Linked DNA regions of Zea mays: regions 2 and 3 are each linked to region 1. Evidence: chromatin contacts called from public Hi-C data. All regions are on one chromosome and are shown on one strand. Each heading gives the region's core, a stretch centred on a gene start, on an enhancer-like site or on the middle of the called end of the contact. The rest is flanking DNA. Distances are from core to core; before and after follow the strand shown.

Region 1 (4,798 bases), core at 922-3,421:
TCGAGTATAGGAAATGTTTAAGCCTATTTCACTTTCAGGTACCGAATAGTTGTCGGATAGTTCGTCCCAATGATATTAATTTCCCAACCATGCAACAGACACATAAATTAAGCAATACATAATCATGTATATGATAGATCAAATGTAGGAAATGAAATCGATAAAATTGACATCATGCAGTTCAAAGTTACTAATCACAAGAATATCGTGGAACCAACACCATAATATTAAAAATTCATAAAATATTCTAGTTTCACTAAAAATTGCAAATAAGTTACAAAAACTAATAAACATTTTATACGAAAATAACTAAAGTCCTCATATGAAAATGATAAAGTAAAGTACTGATTATGTTGAAACTTTGATACTTATAGTGATTTCACATGTAACTCATACAAACAAGTGAAAGTAAAATGGAAGAAACGCGGACATCTTATAGATCTTATGATCCAAACATTTTTATGATTTTATATGGACATATGTTGTGCGTCTGTAAAAATTCACAATTTTATATAGCGTTTCTAGGTCCCTAATGCATGATAGTGCACGCGATTGAGTATTCCGCTGCAGCTCGTTTCTGTCATCGCGTTACGCTATAGGCATATAATGTGGGTGATAGAGTGCCCAATGCGGGCATCATGATGTGGTGTGGTGACTGCGATGTACTTGTGGGGCAAATATTTTAGGATTTGACTTGGGTTTACTTCTACACCGTGCCATTTTTTTTGCACTTTGGCCTTTTTTATGAAGAAATTTCACATTTAACACCTTGAGGAAAGTATTGCTAGTAAAATTTAAAGGGTCCTTTGGATTGCATGATTTTTTCCTGTTTCATGTGTTTTTCCTATAAAAATAAATTGATTACTGTAAAATTTCTGTATGATTACTCTAAAATTTCTGCAATCCAAATGAGCACTAAATCTTTACGGAGTAATTAGTTTTATATGACATATGTTTAGTAGTTGACTTAGGTCCTATTTGGAGCTACTTCTATTAAACTTTAGCTCTAAAAAATTTAATCATAGATTTTTAGCTTACTTTTGAGCTTTAAAACTCTAATATAAGGTTGGTTAAAGTTATCTTTATAAAACTTAGGCGGTCTCCAGCGACTCCTCTAAATTTCATTTCCTAAAAAAATATTCTTTGTACTTTACAACACACTCTAAAAGATTTCGTTCTCTGTATCATCTCCATCTCCAACAATAGCCCCTAAATTCGTTCATCTACATGTACAGTGTCAACAAACTTCTAAAAACTATATTATTTTTCACGATATTGCATAAAATCCCAATTTTAATTTCTTATGCTTCTAAAAATAACATTATAGATTTTGTTTGGATCTAGTAATTATAAATCATACATGTTTAGAAATATTTTACTAGAACTTTTTAATATACATTTGTGCCTTTTTTGCATTAAGAAAAAACGTTCATGTACGTTGAAATTGGATTACGACGAGCTAGTTTGAAACATGCTGTTGTCTGTTGAGGGTCTAGATCTGGAAGATGGGCTCAGCAGCATGCGACACGAGGAAGTGAGTGGGTCCAGATGCACAACAGGATAGCGGGCGACGAATGAAACGCTGAATTCAGCGTGTATGATGCTCTGCACTAAATTTATTAGAGTAGATATAGGACCCTGCTGGATGGATACCGGAGGCTACGATGTACTATATGTAGTGGACAGACCGCTTTAGCGGCTGTTGCTGGAGGTAGCCTTATTTAGGGCGTGTTTGGTATGGCTCCAGAGTAAAACTTTGAGAAGGAGCTGGTCAGGGCATGCTAAACACTCTAACTCCAGAGTTGTAAACTCTATAGAGTTTTTGGAGCTACAGTACATTTTTTTGGAGTGCCTCTTTTGCTACTCTGAAAACTCCAAAAAAGCAACATAGTCATGAAGTTTGAAGTTATTTACCCGCCATTGCCACCTGTTATGAGAAACAATATAAACTCTGGATCAGAGCTGCTTCACCCGGAGTTTTAGAGTAGAGCTACTCTAGAGTGGAGTAGAGTCATATCAAACATACCCTTAGAACTCTAGCTATAAAGTCAGAGTTTTTAAGTTTGAATGAAAAATATAAATAGGCCCGTGATATACATTACAGCCCAGCAAAAAACAGTTTAAAACCCACAACTTCGTTAACGGCAGTCCGCACGCCTGTAGACAATCGCATAGCGCACTAACAGGAAAGGAAGTCCAACGATAAATGATTCAGCCTGCGTATAGCCCACGAAAACTTCCGACCGCGAAAAACGCGGGAGGGCACCCACGGCGGCGTCGATGGGAGGGCCTCCGGCGGACTGCACCGACGGGAGGGCCGAGGGCCTCCGCACGGCGATGCGGGAGGACCTTAGGAGGTGGTGGCCTCTCGGACACTCGCTGCGACGGAACGGAGAGGATCGTGCAAGGAGGTTTCAGGTTTGCTCATTGGCTGTCCAACCGTTTCTGCGAGCCCGAATCGTTCCATGTCTTTTGACCCAAACAGTCCGGCTTCATGATGAATCCTGGCTGCCTTATCTCCTGGTGCTGGGCCAATCCCGCAGGCGAAAGGTAGGCTGATTGAGAATATCGATTTTTAAAGAGCTAGGATGATCGCGATCTGTTCGCTTGTTTTTAAGGTAGTACCGTACCACTTTCTACCATATTTTTGTCTCTATAGATTACTACGTTGCAGCAACTGGCTTTAATATGAAGCACGCTAGTTTTTATGGCGTATCAGGTAAAGCCAATAACATCTAAGTTAATTTGCATACATACATATGGCGCGAAGTGCACGTCAGGCAACCATTCGTAAGACTTTAAGATAATTCTCAACAGATGTTTACGAGTGTAATAACGACAGAGAAGTGACTAATGGTGCGTGCTTATAAACTATTCTGCAACGCTTGAGTGCGCTGGTCTTACTTATGGGCCATGGTCCAAATCAGCTCACTTCGAGAAGATTTCCGCGTTTTCCTTTTTCAAAAGGATAGAATCACTTTTCGTATCATGGCCTGTGCCGTGACTAAATGACCTCATATGAACACACATGTGAATTGTGCTGGTTTTCTAAAGTGGTCTTCATTACTGTGATACGGTCATACGGAATTTTATTCCATAAGTATTCCAACTGTCGGTTTGCCACTTGTTTTAGATAATTAACGGGCAGGGCACGATGAAGTCTATGGTGCTGTGGTTGAGTAGTTGCAGTCTGGAGTACAGTGTTATACATTAACGAAAGTGGCATTGCAACGAATTCAGATCCTACTTCTGCAGACCAATTTTCAGAAAAGTTATCTGAAGGCATGATCAGGGGAGGGACCTTTTGGACTACGAAGCTAGTGACTGTCCCATACTAGTGCACCATGGTGCTCACATCATCTGAAACATGTAAGAATCCTGTCACCCTCGTCCCTCTTTTACATTCCAAATATTTTAGATGGGAAAGTATAATTTATCATTCAGATTGATGATGCTCACACAGCGTTTACTTCATTGTATTTGTTGATCAGATTTACAAAGATTTGTGGGACAGTTCTGTACTACTTTTGACCTAGAATTCAATTCAAAGATGGTTAAAACAGTCGCAATTGTGTAAAAAGGCTTGGTGCCTGTCTTTTACTTTAGTAATAAAAAATTGATTAATGAACATGAAAATCAATGTCAATACAAACGCTATCAGTTATTTACACAAAGGCTTCATATTAGCTGTAGTTTTGTACAAAAGGTGGTCAAACTGAGAATAAATAACTATACAGGTTTTCTTCAAAACAAAACACTACTACAGGTAAACAGTAAACTTATGGCAGTAACTTTGGATTGTTCATGAGAGGTACCTTTGTGTACTGTTTTCAAAAGGTTATAGATTTTATATCAGGTCTCACACCAACCACACAGCATGTATCACATTTCACTTGATATATATCAATTCAGATAGTGATCACTAGTATTTTTTACAAGAACAGTCATCAGTAGGATTTGTTCTTTCTTGTTAGACCATCCAAGCGTATATCTTGGTGTAAGTGCTTAAAAATGCGTAATGCTACCTGTGTTGGACTCTTTGATTGAGCTTTGGAAACTCTTAATGCTTGCTCCTTGAATGGTGCAGGATTGCTAAGGTACTATAGCTCCTTGCAAATATCCATGTAGAAGATTACTGTAGGTCTTCCCTACAGTACCTTCACTTCAAAAAAAAAAATCCATGTAGAAGTTCAGTTCGGCAGTCTCTTTGGATCAAAATCAAGAACTCAAAGAAACTATATTAGCTACAATACTAATGGAAGTATTTTTTTGCTTTTACTCATGTTTATAGAAGGGTGATATTTACTCATGGGTGTATAACATCGTAGACATGACCATCACCAGGGTCCAAGAACATCTGTTGTCACCCTAATTAACTTTACTATATTAGGAGAAGGCTCTTAACTGTCAGTTGCATTAGACTTAGACCTGATATTGGCCCTGTTTGGCACAGCTTATTTTCAGCTTCTTCACAAATTTAAGCAGAAGTTCTGCCAAACAGGCAGCTTCTGCAGCAGCTTATCAGTTCAGCCGCTTCTCAGAATACACTAAAAACAGCCAACAAGCAGAAGCTGCTTTTCACCAGCTTCTCAGATAAGCTGTTTTTTCAACAAGCAGTAGCTGTGCCAAACAGGGCCATTATTCAATTTGTTTCACTCAAGCTTATCCCCATGTTTTTGCATAAACCACTCACATGAAACAGTGTAAAATTGTATTATAAACTCGTTCCTTTTAATTCACATTACTAGTAAATCTCATTACTATCTCTACATTTTGTCTAATGTGCTGCAACCTTCTT
Region 2 (4,798 bases), core at 1,199-3,698, 200 kb after region 1:
GGCCGCAGGCGTGCGGGCCCGCGGCGGCGGCGGCTCCTGCTCCTGCCCCACGTTAACGGCGGGGTCGACGGCCGTGGTTGTTCCGCTGCCCGCAGGAGACTGCTGCTGCTGGCCCCCGAGCACGCAGGCGAGCGACGAGACGAGAAGCCGGCGCTCGTGCTCCTCCTGGACGCCGCGTTCGTCCAGCAGCAGCGCGCGAGCGCCCTGCTGGCCCTGGCCTAGTACCGCCTGCAGCCTGGACCTGGACAGGTCGTCCAGCGGCACCCCCGAGGAAGCCGCCGCCGCCGCCGCGGGCTCCCAGGCCGCCGTGTCGCACGTGTGCTCGTTGAAGTACATGACGACGTACTGGGGCGGGTGGCCGTCGCCGTCGCTGCACTGCTGCACCTGCTTGGTGGCCCGGCAGCTGCGCTCGCGGTGGAAGCTGCACTTGTAGTAGCACCTGCGCAGCACGTACGTACAAAAGTGAGCAGGTACTGTAGTAAATAAGACAACACGCTTACTTGTTGTTGGAATCACATCAGCAGCCTATCCATCTCGGCACATGGCGGCCAATAATAATACAGGAAACCATCGCGTCCGGCGTCACACATGTGACGCAAGAAAAGATGCCTACACGTCCCGGCCCTTAATTACCCAGGTCTAAGCTACTACACGAGAAGTACACCACCAGGAGATAGATGTGACAAAAAGCTGGTCAAGAAAACAAATGCAGAGAGAGAGAGAGAGAGAAAAGCGTGCAGTACTGTAGCTAGTTTACTTGGAAGATAAACATGCGTCAACGTCAGAATGATCTCTAATCAACAGCTAGCTTTTGCTCGAGCAGAGGCAGGCCTAATCAAACTTTAGATGTGGGGCTGTGGGCGATCCGTTCTGCTGGCCGCTCCAGAATCTTTTAAATAAAGGCGAACACGGCCGTGCGCGTCAACTCAAGCGCGGCCTGCTTTTACGCTTGTCTCTTGTGTTCGCGCTGTGCCACGCAGCGTCGCTATTCAAGACAACATCCCCATCCAATTCTATTCCCGTCCATTCAGAGGAACGCCGTTGCTAGCACGCTGCCTAGCTAGCTAGATGCGTCACGCTCACAAAACTTGCCCTTGTTTGCAGCAACAGGGCAATCTTACCCTTTTCTTCTATATATAGCGGCCGCGTGCTGAATTATTGGAGGAGTAGGGTTAGTTATTTAGGTTACACTAGTTTGGTACCTATGGCAGGTCGTTACACTAGTTTGGTACTACTAGTGTGTGTATATATATATATATATATATATATATATATATATATATATATATATATATATATATATATATATATATATATATATATATATATATATATATATATATATATATATATATATATATATATATATATATATATATATAAAAGAACAGACACAGTGTATATATTACATCATCCTTCAGAAATACAGTAGATTCTCCTTAATTTATACAAAGTCAAACCATCCTGAAAACAAATCTATTTCATAATTGGTCTCTTTGATATCATCATAGAAATTAATATTCTTCGTCAAATTCAATCAGATGATTTGAACTAGAACAGCTCAAGATACATGCATCCATTATATTTCATTCAGGACTAATGGGTATAGTTTTTTTTTTTTTTTGCTAAGGTAGCAAAGAAGTACTATATATGCTAATAAGTAGGAAGAGGGATATTATATATGGACCTCGGAAACGGCGACTTAGTGATCCTCTTCTGGCCGTACTTCCTCCACTGGTACCCGTCGCTGTGCGGCGAGGACGTCCTCCGTTGCCTGCGCCGAGCAAAGCATTGCGCACGCGAACGCGACAAGCAATAATATCAGGGCGCGATAATTTGTTTAGAACAAACTAAGCATCGCCCCACCCCCAACCGGTGGAGCTGGTCCATTTGTCTGTTGCGCAGGCAGGCAGGCAGGCGAGCAGCTAGCGGGCGACTCACTCTCTTGGGATGCTGTCGTCCCGGCCCCGTCGCGGGGCCAGGGCAGGCGCGGGCATTTCCATCGTCGGCGGCGGGGCGCGGGCGGGCGAGCTCATGATGGAGAGGCAGACGGTGAAGGCGCGGGACACCTCCTGCAGGATGAATGCCGCGGTGGCCTCGGCCTGGCCCTGCCCGCGCAGCGCGCGTAGGGCCTCGGCCCGCAGCTGCGCCGTCAGCTCGTGCCCCCGCGTCAGCTCGCGGATCACCGCCTCGTGCTCGTCCTCCGAGGCCGAGCTGCTGCTGCTGCCGCCGCTGCCGCCGCCGCCGCTCATGGCCAGGCGGGACTGCGTCTGCATGGCTGCGAGCCGGCGGGGCCGTGAGATCGAGTCCGTTGTGCAGCAGCAGCAGCCGGACTGGGCGAGTTCGTTGCTCTGTGCGGATCCGTGTCAGTTTTGTTTGTCGGTAAGGAATAATAAGCTAGGCAAAGCTGATTTGGATGGATGGAGTGGGGTTGGGCAGAACAGAAGTAGAGGAAGAGGCGTCCTGGCGGCTTTTATATAGAGGAGGGAAGAAGGCGAGGCCCGGGTAGCGCGGGAAGAAGTCTCGCGGCAGCTGCACAACTCAGAACGAGCTGGAGTGGTTTGGTGGCGGTAACAGCCAACAGGGGGCACGTTCCACTTCCATGGCTCACGCGGACTTGTGGACTCGGCAGGACCGTACAGCAAGTCGTTCTTAATTATTTGTGCTGCTCTCAGAAACTAGACATGGGATTCGAAAAATTGAATGATCACAAAATCTCAATTGATTCAATAGTTTTGCTAGAACATCAAACTAACTGTAAAAGAAAGCGTGCTTAGACTGTCTACAGCGAATCGTGTAAAATAGAAGATTTGTATTGTAGATGACATTGTTTATAAAGTGATATTTAAAATAGAGAATGAGAGGTGAGATCATCATTTAAATATCAATAAAACTTTTTAGGATATCGATGATGCCAGAGCCAGACATTAATGTATGCTTAAAAAATGTTATCCTTAATATCGACTAAAAACTATAAATCATCTCTAATCTATTTCTTTTCTTCATTCTGCACGAGTGCTAACTCTCTATTGAAACAAAAGCGACATTAGGTGTTCATAAAGGCAACGGTACGGTTTTCATCATATTTTTTTTTTGTCTAACCACCTACAATTATACAATCATGAGATGTAACATGAGAAAAAACAGAATAGGAACGAAGATGTATTTTATTTTAAATTGGACCTTCTTTAACTTAGTTGAGAAGTCTTTTAGGTATAGTCTCCACAATTAGTACGAGTAATGAGGAGTACTGACTCTTGTGCACCTTTTTTCCTTTTTTGCCGGGGGGAGTTGATTTGCTATTTTGCCACTCTCTGTTATTATATCATCTCATGCCTATGATTAGTGGGCCCAATAATGACATACTGACGAAGCCCACAAATAATAATAGCATAATTGTCAATGAATGCGTTTTCCATGGTCCATTGCTCGATGTTAAGATTAATCATTTATATTGAGATAATCATTAAAAATAAAACTAACAGTTGATTACCAGGCTTGCTAGTCAATAAAAAGAGCAAATGAGCCTTTGACTACTTAATTGTTTCCCCCCCCCCCCCCCCCAAAAAAAATATAAAAGGGAAGGGGAACAGAAGAATTAACCTTGTTGCCTTGTTTGTTCTTCTTAGGCCAACTACAGTAGTTCACTAAAAGTTTACCTATAAGCACAGTTTTGTACTATTCTGCATTGTAGATTGTACTGTTTGTATAGTGGAGTTTGAATATGAGTACGGGTATGGATAAGTTGATGGAGATAGTCTTACGAAATTGTGACAGATTCCAACAGAGAAAACTAGGTGATTTTTATGCCATGCAAAAAAAACATATGTTTATATATTTTATCTCACTTCAAATTAGGTGAATACCTACCATATACCATCGCTCCCTTCGGCATCGATCTCACCACCCAGCATTGATTACATCATTGTCTCTGTGCCATCCATGCACCAATTAGCCCAATTGTTGTATTTATTTGACCACTTAATGAATTACTGGATCAACCTACATCCAACTACCAATTATATGGTACGTGCAGTTTGCTCTACCTCAGACGGTTCCACTAGTCGTAGACTCGAAATGACACGAGGATTTAATGATGCACGAGCCACCTCACGAGAGACGATGACACGAGGATTGGAATTATGGTTTTTCAAACGGTATATGAAATGCATCTATGCAGGTTACATAAATCATACATTTATAGTTTGGCTCTAATCCGTACCGTACCGGTTTGTACATTGTTTTTCTCTCTATGAATTACAGATGCAGCCGTCCAAACAACTGACTTTTATCCGAAACGAACATGCTAACAACAAGTCAGCAACGAAAGACTAAGGCCTTATTTAGATACTCTAGTATTCACCTCACGTGGATTGGGGAGTACTCAAACAAAGACTGAAGGGGAAAAAGAAACGTGGTGCAATATAGCTTAACAAAAGTACTAGGGGGTGATAATGGGCTCTAAATTTTACACTATAAGATTGAATAATCAGATCAAAATAAGATCAGACCTTATTTTTATTTATTTTTAAACTAAAATTTATTTAAGACACTACTATTTTATGAAAAAACATTTAAATTGTGATCCATTGACACCCCTAGCTTACCTTGTCCAACGACAGTACAGGACTATAAGCCACAGTGTGGTGTGTGGTAGTCTCTCTGATCGGCGGATGACTCGATTATTCCGGTCTTTTTTCTTCAAGGAATGTTGACAACTTCAAGTTCTACACATGGATACTGAACGTCATCTTTGCTCCTCACAGGCTGCTAGCTGCTGAGACACAAATTTGTAGTT
Region 3 (4,798 bases), core at 989-3,488, 170 kb before region 1:
GCAAGCAGGAGCAGGAACACCTAGCGTGTGTTGGAACTCAGCCACTGCAACGTCACCTTCGCTGGTCATTGAGGCCTTCGTTGGACCGGTGTCATCGCGTATCTTGGTGTCATCTTCTTCCTCCACAGTGCCGAACTTAGATCAGATCGGAATAATTGGTTTGTTGGGCAAAAGATAAGGATTGGATCAGATTAGTTAGAGAAGAGAAAGGATTAGATCAGATTTGGTTGATAAGGATTGGATCAGATTAGTTAAAGAAGAGATAAGGATTAGATCAGATTTGGTTAGTTGGAAAAAGATAAGTCGGTCGTCTTTATAAAAGGGACACTATTGTATCAGTTAAGGGTAAGCAAGAGTTAGAAGGCTTAAAAGCAAGTCTTCTTGCCCGGCCGTGGGTAGAGGCCCCCGGCCGGCGTTCCTCTACAACTCCCTATCCAATTCCCCAATCCCATCGCAGTCCATAACAATTTCATCTTCTTTTTTGGCACTTTGCCTTCTAGTTTGGCCTATATGTTTTTATGACGTTGTCTAGATTTTCTGAAAGAAGGCTTTGTACACTGCTCCTCAAGTCTAAAAGGTACAGCACTATTGAATATTGGTAATCAGAAACCCAGTGACTGAAGTTGTTAGCTTACCGTTCGTAATCTCTTAACACCATTACGGCCAGCAACCATGTGTCTGTCCTGAGGGTTGCTCCCTGACAGAGAAAAAATTGACACAGGTGACCCATCATCCTGTCGAAGACAAGGCAACAAACAATGTTGGCAATGACATACAAAAAAACTCAGACAAAATAATCATTTGGTGGGAAAAAATGATAAACTGCTTAAGAAATCAAAATTGCATACGAAAATTCAGTATTAATGGTAAACCTATGATGAATAATAAACTCCATTGACAGTGCGCAATATCAGTGACAAAAACTTGAGTGGTAATATGACATATGTTCGCTAAACTTCTGTGTATTCAACAATATATTAGGAATTACTAGTTTTGCAAGTCATCCAAGCAGGGGCGGACCCAAGTAGGGCCGAGTGAGGGCACAGGCCCCCGCTCATTTCTTTGTTCTAAGTACTAGAGTCTAAATTTTCACCATGAGGTCCCCTGCTCAGTCCAATTTAAATGTCACTGCTCTAGTATTTTGGTGCTCGTCCTTACAAGTATGCCCTCAGTCATATTTTGTCATAGGTCCACCCCTGCATCCAAGATTTGATTATTTGCTTTTATCGTCTCCTCAGCCTACAGCTGACGTGATGTAATAGTGAGATAAGATGTGTGCACAGTCAAACAAGCAGTCGAAGTTTAAATAACTGAACATAAATATATCACACAAAGTTGGATGTATGGTGAATGCAACATAAGAGCTAGTAGCAGTAACATCCTTAATATACTTTGACTCTCACCAAGTTGGGTGGCATGGCACTGTAAATGAGCTCCATAGTCAAACAAACATATCGTGGTTTAAATAACTGCACACAACTACGTATATCACACAAAATCTAAAGTACAACCAAATACCTTCATTGGCATAACCAGACTAGCCTCGAATCAAATCTACAATGAATCCAGCAATTATGCTTCTAAAGGCTACAACAGTTAGCAATAGTCCAACATAGTCACACCTACCCCTAAAACAGCATTCGAGTTCTCAAAATGCTACAGAACGCACACCCACAAAATCAAGGGCATATGCAGCCACATAGCACATGAACCACACAGCAAAGTGCACGCCAAGCATACCATTCACAGCTCGTTCCTCCCCAAATTCGACAAGCGGAACCAGTTCTGCCGAACCGCGCCAGTCGACGAAGCAAAACAACGACACATCCAAGGGGGGGTCTGATCGATCGGGTGGGAAGGGGTGAAATGATGCGGAAGCGTACCTTGGAGGTACCGCGGTGGTGTGTCCATGAACCCCAGGCGGATGCGTATGTCTCACCAATGGTGTAGGGGAAGTCCTTGAGCCCCGATCCGGATCCCGCGACCACCTCCTTGAGAAACTTAAACATTTTCCACTACGCCTCCTGTGCTCGATCCCCCGTCAAATTTGGTGCAGCGCTTCGTCCGCCTTGACTGCCTCCTAGCTTCGTCGGGTGACCAGCGCGCCGACGCGGCGAGATAGATCCGGGGAGGTGAAATGTATCGTCGAGGGGAGAGGGTGAGCCGGTGAGGGGAGAAGGGGAGAGAAAGGGCCCACCTGGAAGAGAGCGCACAAATATTTTTTCAGATCTTTATCTACCGTCGCATCATTTATCGTCTACCCTTATCTATAGTCACTTCGGTGCATAATCTTTATCGTATCGACAGCTACTACTATATAAGTAGTCTCTAGATGCAAACATGCAAGTAAATCTTCTGATTCGTTAAATCATGATCCAAATATAACGGTAGTTTATTAGTTGTTTTTTAATAAAGCTACTCGAACTCGTGGTGGAAAGGTTTAAGTGTTAGGTGTCGTTTGGTTCATATATTGGTAACATAATGAGTAATCGATAATGTTATATTATGTTTATTTAAGTCCAACCGTAATCGATACTACACTAAAAATAAATAACGGCTTATTCAAACTTGTTACGCTGGTACTCGAATGTGAATCATTACCATTATCATTTACGTTACGTTTCGTGAACCAAACTACACCTTAAATACGACATATGACTAGATCATGATTAGACAAATCAAGAGGCTCGCTTGCAACTAGAGTTTGGATGCATAGCAGTTATTTTCATCTTTATCGTCCCATCGGTTTTTCTTTTACAGACTTTTAGCTAAAATAAAAAAGGACATCTTTTATTGTAATAAAAAAATATTTGATGCTCAACAGTGGGAAACATCAGTCTGTTGAAAAGGATAAGAAAGAAGCATATGATGGATAGTTCATCATTACCATTGACGAGTCTATCATGTTGCTTCACTATGTCAAACTCATCCTTGGAAAATTTCTAGATCATGTCTCAACTTTACAGCAATATTGTAAGTGCAATCAACCCTAATTAAGAGATTTGATGATTAATGGCGAAACAAATAAATTTTATAACAAGTTTGCTCCTAGTATATGTTCAGTTATTGTAAAGACAGAAGGTGTATCAACTCTAATAAGTAAGCGAAAAAGGAATGCGTCAAGGACAATGTATATACATCGTTCGGCTCCTTGATGTGATTCCATGCGACAATCCCGTAAAATTTTATATTTCTTGAGTCATAGAATTCACCATTCTTGTAAGAGAAATTTGTCAAGGTAAATGTGTTTGCAAAAGCTCAAGTATCTCACTTTCAAAAGCTATTTCAAAAAGACAAACTCTTTGGACACTCTGCGAGTTCAACTAGAGTGAGGTTTTGGGGTTAGAGAACCTCCCTATCCTCAGGGGCAGTTCAACCTGTTTTGAGTAGAGGAGCTCTGTTGGGGTCGTGCTTCGGTGCGCCGAAGGTCTCACACGAAGAAGCAGCTTCGGCTGAAGCCGTCTCCAAGAGATGGCCGAAGGTCCCTTTTCATGGAGCTTCGGCGTTTTAAACCGACATAGAGATAGAATGACCTTTTTATACATATAGGTCTGAGTCAATGCTATAAACTTTCGCAAGGGGCATAATTGTAATTTGTCACAGGCTGCGACCTGTGCCTATAAATAGATGAACAGTACCTCTGTACTATTCACGTGAACCTGTCATTTGCTTTCGCATCACGCTTGTACTTTTGTCTTCCGCAGGACCGAAGGTACATTTGTAATTCAAAGTCATTTATATTTATTAATACAAGTAGAGATAACTCTATGACAATATTTAAATGTTTACTTCATATTTTATAATCTATGTGAATGCTTCATTCTTCGTTGTTATGCTTACGAAGGTATATCCTTCGTAACCTTCGTCCGAGATGCTTTATATCCCGAAGGGATATATCGTTATGGAGGACGAAGGACCTTAACACTTAACATTTTTTGTGTTGCCTTGTTCTTAATTCTTAGCATTTGAGAACAAGTCTCCAACATTGGCGCCCACCTCCGGTCAACTCACTTCCACCTTTCTGAGCTGATGGCTTCGTTCAACACTCAAGCTGGAGCTGCTTCGGCTTCGAAGCTGGTGCTCCCGATAACAGGCGGTTCTTGTTCAGAGCCAGCTAACAAAAAGCAGAAGAAGGAGGCTCAGAGAAGGGTGCAGCATGTTGGAGTGCAGGGACCATTCATTAAGTCAAAATGGTCTCACATTCCAATTACTTTCTCTCAGGAAGATCTTCAGCTCAAGGACTATCCTCACAATGATGCTATGGTCATTTCTTGTGTGATCAAAGGGTTTCTGGTTCACAATGTCCTAGTTGACACAGGCAGTGCAGCTGACATTATATTTGCCAAAGCCTTCAGACAGATGCAAGAGCCTGAAGACAAGATTCATGATGCTACGCACCCTCTTTGTGGCTTCGGAGGGCGGCAGATTGTGGCACTCGGGAAGATTACCATGCCGGTAACCTTCGGATTTGTTAATAACACAAGGACTGAGCAAATTGTGTTTGATATTGTTGACATGGAATACCCCTACAACGCCATCATTGGTCGTGGTACCCTAAATGCTTTTGAAGCAATTCTTCACCCAGCTTATCTCTGCATGAAGATACCTTCGGACCAAGGGCCTATTGCTATTCATGGGAGTCAGGAAGCTGCCAGAAGGGCCGAAGGAAGCTGGACTGATTCCAAGGCAATCCATAATATAGATGGAGTTGAAGCTTGTGAACAGTATAAGTTCAGGAGGGAAAAAGCAGCTTCGGCTGATCAGCCGAAGCCCATGCTGCTGTGTGAGGATATAGCAG

What was found. Hi-C and Micro-C count contacts between places; a contact is called where the count stands out from the background.
Region 2: a Hi-C map of leaf shows a contact between it and region 1, with 5 times the contacts expected there. The contact joins the promoter of LOC100281370 here to the promoter of LOC103651065 in region 1. A contact is called at or near these places in 3 of 25 Hi-C or Micro-C datasets (endosperm, leaf and tassel).
Region 3: a contact with region 1 is called in a Hi-C map of leaf, with 5 times the contacts expected there. The contact joins the promoter of LOC103651067 here to the promoter of LOC103651065 in region 1. A contact is called at or near these places in 5 of 25 Hi-C or Micro-C datasets (bundle sheath, endosperm and leaf).

Annotation. Positions count from the first base shown.
Region 1 is chr3:190,202,879-190,207,676 of Zm-B73-REFERENCE-NAM-5.0, reverse strand. It overlaps LOC103651065 (probable WRKY transcription factor 64), which reads left to right and starts at 2,171. Exons shown (of 4, transcript XM_020550430.1): 1 at 2,171-3,369.
Region 2 is chr3:190,001,857-190,006,654 of Zm-B73-REFERENCE-NAM-5.0, reverse strand. It overlaps LOC100281370 (WRKY DNA binding domain containing protein), which reads right to left and starts at 2,448. Exons shown (of 3, transcript NM_001154288.2): 1 at 1,942-2,448; 2 at 1,688-1,774; 3 at 1-439. The coding sequence starts at 2,276.
Region 3 is chr3:190,376,522-190,381,319 of Zm-B73-REFERENCE-NAM-5.0, reverse strand. It overlaps LOC103651067 (probable inactive serine/threonine-protein kinase scy1), which reads right to left and starts at 2,238. Exons shown (of 21, transcript XM_008676662.3): 1 at 1,884-2,238; 2 at 636-734. The coding sequence starts at 2,009.